2 separate regions of the Sus scrofa genome follow, and region 1 is linked to region 2. Evidence: chromatin contacts called from public promoter capture Hi-C data. All regions are on one chromosome and are shown on one strand. Each heading gives the region's core, a stretch centred on a gene start, on an enhancer-like site or on the middle of the called end of the contact. The rest is flanking DNA. Distances are from core to core; before and after follow the strand shown.

Region 1 (3,447 bases), core at 236-2,735, 1.2 Mb before region 2:
CACGATCCGGCCACCGCATGCTGCCTAGTACTTTGTTAACTCCGCGCGCCCGGGAGGGGGTGGCTCCGGGATCGCGGTCACCGCCGTCCGAATGCTGCGGAGCGGGGGTTGGAGAAGGATTCATGCCTCCTCCAGTTCGGCCTCGCCTAGCCGGGGCGCGGAGCCCCGGCGGGAGAGAGAGGTCTCGTAGCAGTGGGTAACTACGGGCCCCCATGCCTACTCTCTCGGAGCCCCGCGCCCTCGCTCCCGGTGCTTACCTGGGGAAAGGAGCCCTCGCGGCGCGGGCTCTTGGGGTAGTCTAAGTGACCCCGGTCCAGCATCAGGTAGAGCGAAAAGATGACCACACAGAAGATTGCGCTGCCAAACACGGTGAACTGGCGGCTCAACTTCATTTTTCCTCGATAGACTCAAGGCCAGGGCACTGTCCTCACTAGGAGGAGGAGGAGGCAGACACCGTGGACTCCTGGAAGCGGCCGCCGGAGGCTCTCTGCTCCCAGGCTCGTTGTCCCCGCGCTCTAGGCTGTGGATGCGGGTCCCAGACGCGGTCCGCACCTTATCTCCGGCGCCACCACGCGCCCTTGGCCTTCGCCCCGGCCTGCCGCCCTCCCGGGGGCCGGGCGTTGCTCCCGAGGCGGGACCTGCCTGCAGCCCGGAAGGGGCCCGCTAAAACTTAATCTCGACCTCAGCGCCGGCACCCGGCAGGGCGCGCAGGGCAGGCAGAGAAAAGGTCGCTGTCTGGACTTCCTGCCACCGTCGCCCCGACCAAGTCGGCAGGAAAAGTTTTCTCGATTAGGGCAGGTGTGTCCTCTTCACCCAGGAGGTGCAGGCTTGGAGGCTCTGGGGTCGGTGGCGCGGAGCTGGGTCCAAGGAACCGTGGGGAAGGAAATCAGGTCGGGAAGAGCCGGGCCGCACAACTTAGCGCCGGGACAGCCGGGCCCGCCCCCGCGGTACAGCCCCCGCCTCCCGGGACTGAGCCCCTTCCTGCTGCCGCCGCCGCCGCCGCCGCCGCCGCTGAGACCAGGCCGGCGTGCACCCCGGGAGCGGGGACTCACGGGTCGGGCAAGAGTTTCCTCCAAGCGCGCGTCCACCAGCCGGCTCCTCCCGCCCCCCGCCGACCCTTCTTCTCCCTTCTCGGACCCGGGCTGCGCCGGGAGGGCGCAGGGGGCGGGCGGCGGCGGCGCGCGGAGGAGGAAAAGGAGAGCAACGGGAGGACCGTCCCCGGAGAGAAGCCCGCTCCAGCTGCAGCCGCGAGTCCCCTCCCTCCCTCCCGCTCCGCAAACGCGTAGATGGCGGCGGCAGCTGCGAAAGGAAACGCCGGTTCTCCAGCGCCACTCGGTGCTCCTGCACCGCCCGCCACAAGCAGGAGACAGCGGCGGTGCAGTGGCCGCTGGGTCAGTAGGCGCCCGCAGCCCGGGAGCTGAGCAGGCAGCGGGCCCCGCCCCCTCCCGACGCGCCGGGATGAGGGGGCGGGCTCCCTGGCGCCCAATCACAACGCGCCGCCCGCCGGCCCGCCCGGCGACGGCCTCCCGGAGCCCCTGCGATGGGAAGACCTCAGACGGCTTTTGTGACCTGGGAGGGAGTGTAGCCGGAGTTGCGGCCCTGAGAGGCGGTGAGGCTGTGCAGTCCGGGTTCTGCTGAGCTTTCTCCCCACTTCCTTTTCGCTGCCCAGTTTTCCTGTCCTTGATGTCCCGGGCCTGGCGTGTCTTGGACGGAAACTCGGTGAGGAGAAAGAGAACGGGGCTGCGAATTCTGTTCAGACTAATCTTTTACTCCATTGCTGTTGGCAACTTCTGGTGAAACCTGAGGGAAAGGAGCCTGCAGAAGGACCCTCCAGAAAGGTGTAGAAATCTGGCTACAAAATCTGTGAGGGGAGCTTGAGAAGTGATGCTTGTGCCGGTTATTGATTTATTTCCTCAATTCCAAATTCACCCTTTTTCACTGTACTGTGAAAATGGATCTGGGCCTTTGAAAATAAGTTTTCCTTTGCCAGCAGGGGCTGGATCTTTGATAGGAGAGGATACTGAAGAGACATTACGGGAAGAAGGGTGTTTTCCTACGTGGTGTTGGTAGGCAGGCTCTTGCAGCAGCAAATCTGGCTTTTTTCCAGTGCCAAGCTCCTATAGTGCTCAGGGACCAGCGATTTCCTTCCATGTCCCCAGCTCTAGTGATTTTTATGGTAAAGGCCCTGGAGAGAGACACTACCTCAATGAATAGCTTTCTGGCACCTTAGAGGCAAAATGTGTAGCAAGTTCCAGGCAGTCAATTTTCAACAAGTTCTGCAGGTGTGGCACCACAGTGACTTCTCTGCTATTCAGTGAGCCAGGCTGTGCCCTCTCCAGGACTGTCTGTATCTTTGCCGTGGGAAGGTTTGGGGAAGCTCCTTGAGAAGGCTATCTCCCAGCCTAATGGTTATTATAAAATTAGCTCCTTATACCTGCTATTTCTGTATTCTCGAGGGGTCTCTTCTCACTAGTGAATCTCATTACTCCAAAACCCTGTTTTATCTTTTTATTAAGTTTACCTGTAGTCCCAAGAGATAGACTTAAAAAGACACAATTAGGAGTTTGCTTTGATTGGGTCTTTGGGTTTGAGTTTAGTACTGAATTCCTTGCCGAAGGGATATAAGACACTGGTGATTCATGCTGTAGGAGGCATCCCAGTTAACCTGTAGCTGATTGTGATGAAGTACCAAGTGCCTTAAAGCACCAAATGGCAGCTACAGTGGCCTCTTAAGGCTGTAAGGTGACTATAAAGACTATGGTGTGAGAGTGGTTCTTTTGAGTTCCTTTGAATGCTTACAAAGAGAAATGATAAGCACATTTTAAAGGAACCATTTTAAAGGACGCTCTTATTGACTGGCAATGAAGTGATATTGCTGAAAATCAAACACAAAATTACCGAATTACAACTACTGTTGAATTGACAGGTATGCTAAGTTTCTCCTGTAAAAGCTAGGGACTTGTTAAATGATAGAATCCCCAAACTTGGGATGGATTAAACCCAGGTGAAACTGACAATCTAGAACCCCCCAATTCAATCTGAGCCTCTCTTACTAGTGGAAGTAGCTTGCCCTCTAGTTTCTGAGGTAGGCTTCCTCTGCTTGAAAACTCACCTGGGGCAGATGCCTTAAGAGGAAATTTGCATTCTCCTTAAATTCCGGATAGGAGTTCCTATCATAGCACAGCAGAAACAAATCCGACTAGGAAACACGAGGTTGCAGGTTCGATCCCTGGCCTCGCTCAGTGGGTTAAGGATCTGGTGTTGCCGTGAACTGTGGTGTAGGTAACAGACAGGGCTCGGATCTGGCTTTGCTGTGGCTGTGGCGTAGGCCAGAAGCTGTAGCTCGGATTCGACCCATAGCCTGGGAACCTCCATGTGCTGTGGGTTCGGCCCTAAAAGGCAAAAAAAAAAAAAAAAAAAAAAAAAATCCATGGTAATCAACCTGGA
Region 2 (3,377 bases), core at 238-2,737:
GCTTTACCTAAAGGAAAATAGATGCCATCTGAAAGGAACTCTTTCACTTTCTTGCCAGAAATGTTCTCCTATTCATCCTTGATTTATCCTTTTCCCTTTCCTTCTGATCACAGCAAAGACAGCATCTATCCCAAGGTAATCAACATTCTGTCTTCTCAACATTCGTTTCATATGATCTCTTCTCATTTCCCTACCTCCTCCCTTATTCTGGCTCATTCCCATCAGCATTTCCAATTTTTCCCTTGTGAAAACTAACCCCTCAACACCAGGTACTGCTCTAGTTATTGCCATATCTCTCTGGTCACATTTTAGTGACACCTTCTAAAGGGTTGCCTGCAAAACCTATTTCCTCTTACTCATCTGGGTCTCCAAAGTCTGCCTAGAACTGTTTATCGCACAGCAGGTACTGCATAACCATTTTTGAAGTACTGTATATGATGGATGAATAGCTGGGACTCCAAGGGCGCAGATTATAAATTCATCTATAACTTGCAGTCTGGGATGTTGAATGACTCACTGGGTTTAGAAACTGTGTATAGATAATTTGATATATGCTTTCATCTTGAAATAGAATTTTGGAAAGTCAGTAGTCATCACAAGCAACAAGTATTTTATTTAATTTTAATTATTTTTTTGTCTTTTCTAGGGCCGCACCTGCCGCCTATGGAGGTTCCCAGGCTAGGGGTTTAATCAGAGGTGTTGCTGCCAGCCTACACCAGAGCCACAGCAACACCAGATCTGAGCCGCATCTGCGACCTACTCCACAACTCACGGCAACGCAGGATGATCCTTAACCCACTGAGCAAAGCCAGGGATCGAACCCGCAACCTCCTGGTTCCTAGTCGGATTCGTTAACCACTGAGCCACGACGAGAACTCCCACCAGCAACAAGTATTAAAACAAATGGAGAAACACTGCGGTGCTGCACTACCAGTGCGCCCCTCACGTGAGAACAGGGGTCCGCAACAGACCAGAGGTGCGCATCTGTCATTCCACCAGAAGGGGTCGGCTGGGACCCAGGTCGGCCTTCCGGTGGAACCCAGTTTACACCTCCTTAGAGGTCCTGGTCTTCAAGTCCGGAGGTGGGGGTGACGAGAGCCAAACGCCTCCCGGCCAATGGCAGTTCTTCAACTTACACCTACAGACGTCAGCGCTGCTGTGCCGACGGATGTCACACAGCTGGCTCGGAAGCGTCTCCTCCCGCCCCGCAAAAGGGGCGTGGGCTCTGCAAAGCCTGGGGCGACGGAAGGGAGGGGCGCTAGCTCCTCCCTGCGAGCCCCGCAACCTCGCCGGCCCGCTTCCCAGCAGTCCCTGCCTAGCGGCCGTCCCGGGTGAGCAGCCGAGCGCTCGTGCCCCCGCCCCGAGCGCGCTGCCGCCGCGGCTCCGCCCCCTCCTCCAGCGGGCCGCGCGCTCCTGCGGCTCGGAGCTGTGTCGCGGGCGCGCGCGCGGCCGGCGGAGCCGCAGTTAAAATGGTCCTAGCAGGACCCCCGCGTTCCCCCAGCCGCCGCAATGACTGACTGAGCCGGCGGGCCAGGCTCGGACTGGTCACCTAGCTGAGAGGCTCGCTCTCTCCGCCGCGTCCCCAAAGCTCGCGCCTATCGTTCTCCCGTCTTCCCGGGGCAAAGCATGTAGCCCCAATCGGGCGCCGGGCTGCCCGCAGCTGACGCCCCCCCCGCCCACCGTCGTGTGTGTGCCTGTGTGTGCGTGTGTGTGCGCAGGGCAGGCGACCCCGCCGCGGGCCCAAGGCCGAGCCAGCGAGCGGCCTGCCCCGCTGCCGGGAGCCCGGCTCTCCGGGCCTCCCTCCTTCCCTGTCCCGGTCCCCCTCCTCGGGGCCTTCTATATGGGCCACCTTCTCTCGAGGGAGCCGCGTAACCGCCCGAGCCAGAAGAGGCCTCGCTGTTGCAGCTGGTGCCGCCGCCGTCGCCCTCTCCTCAGGCTACCCCGCCGGACCCCGGCCAAGGCGCCCCCGCAGCCGGCGGCGCCCCGGAGCCGGGACTGCTTCTTCCGCGGGCCCTGCATGCTTTGCTTCATCGTGCACAGCCCCGGCGCGCCCGCCCCCGCCGGCCTAGAGGAGGAGCCGCCGCTCTCGCCGCCGCCGCGGGACGGGGCCTACGCCGCGGCCGCCTCCTCGCAGCACCTGGCGCGGCGCTACGCGGCCCTGGCCGCGGAGGACTGCGCTGCCGCCGCCCGCCGTTTCCTGCTATCCTCGGCCGCCGCCGCCGCTGCCGCCGCCGCTTCGGCCTCGTCGCCCGCCTCCTGCTGCAAAGAGCTGGGGCTAGCCGCGGCCGCCGCCTGGGAACAGCAGGGCCGGAGCCTCTTCTTGGCCAGCGTGGGGCCCGTGCGCTTCCTGGGGCCGCCTGCAGCCCTGCAGCTCTTCCGGGGACCGACGCCGCCTCCGCCACCGCCAGCCGAGCCCCCCACGCCCCCCGAGATGGTGTGCAAGCGGAAGGGGGCCGGGGTCCCCGCCTGCACCCCTTGTAAGCAGCCCCGCTGCGGCGGGGGGCCTGCGGCGGCGGCGGCAGCGGCGGAGGCCCTACGGGAGGAGGCGCCTCGCCGCCTCGGCCCCCCGACGCCGGCTGCTGCCAGGGCCCGGAGCAGCAACCGCAGCCTCTCTGCCCCCCGCGCTCCTCTCCCACTTCGGAAAGTGCCCCCACAGAGGCCAGCGGGGACTCGGTCCGAGCGGGGGGCACCGCCCCCTTGCCTGCCCAGCAGCAGCACGAATGCGGCGACGCGGACTGTCAGGAACCCCCCGAAAACCCCTGCGACTGTCATAGGGAGCCACCCTCGGAAACCCCAGACATCAACCAGCTGCCGCCATCCATCCTGCTCAAGGTGGGTCTGGGCGAGTGGCGCAGGGATGCGCGCTTTCCCCCAACCCCGGCCCCCGCCTGGGAGGTTTTCTTTCTCCTCCCTCTAAGCGCGGAGGAGGGGGTTCCCTGACAGCCGGGAGCTTTTCGAAGGGGAGTTTGGGAACCCAGTGGGTTGGATGCTTAAGGCCTATTTTTTGAAGTAGAAAAACTTGGGGTCTATTGAATATCTTGTATCCTGGGTCTGTTTTGCACAATTCAGGGTTCGTCTCTTAGATTCCTAGACCACTGTTTAGAAACTATTCGTAGGTTTTGTGTGAAATATATTTTTTTAATCAATTGAGCACTTTACACTTACTGGGTAAAGACTTTGGATGTTAGTGTTTTAAAGTGTCCAAACAGTACTTTCAGATTTGATAGCTGCTAGTTGATGTCAATAACAATTAACTTTTATAGAGTATTTACCTTGATCAGGCGCTGTGCCAGAGCTTTGTATACATAATATCTCATTTAATCCTTCAATTAAAGCTGTGAGAGAAATTGTTAACATACTTACATGCAAGAAAAAAC

Evidence for each region. Promoter capture Hi-C pulls out the DNA fragments that hold promoters and counts their contacts.
Region 1: a promoter capture Hi-C map of liver shows a contact between it and region 2, with 4 times the contacts expected there. The contact joins the promoter of PJA2 here to the promoter of FBXL17 in region 2. A contact is called at or near these places in 1 of 5 promoter capture datasets (liver) and 1 of 2 datasets of contacts at active chromatin or transcription factors (skeletal muscle).

The regions. Positions count from the first base shown.
Region 1 is chr2:114,673,799-114,677,245 of Sscrofa11.1, reverse strand. It overlaps PJA2 (E3 ubiquitin-protein ligase Praja-2), which reads left to right and starts at 1,485. Exons shown (of 12, transcript XM_021085401.1): 1 at 1,485-1,719. It overlaps MAN2A1 (alpha-mannosidase 2), which reads right to left and starts at 1,460. Exons shown (of 22, transcript XM_003123823.6): 1 at 258-1,460. The coding sequence starts at 392.
Region 2 is chr2:113,478,674-113,482,050 of Sscrofa11.1, reverse strand. It overlaps FBXL17 (F-box/LRR-repeat protein 17), which reads left to right and starts at 1,487. Exons shown (of 10, transcript XM_003123817.6): 1 at 1,487-2,501; 2 at 2,504-2,832. The coding sequence starts at 1,841.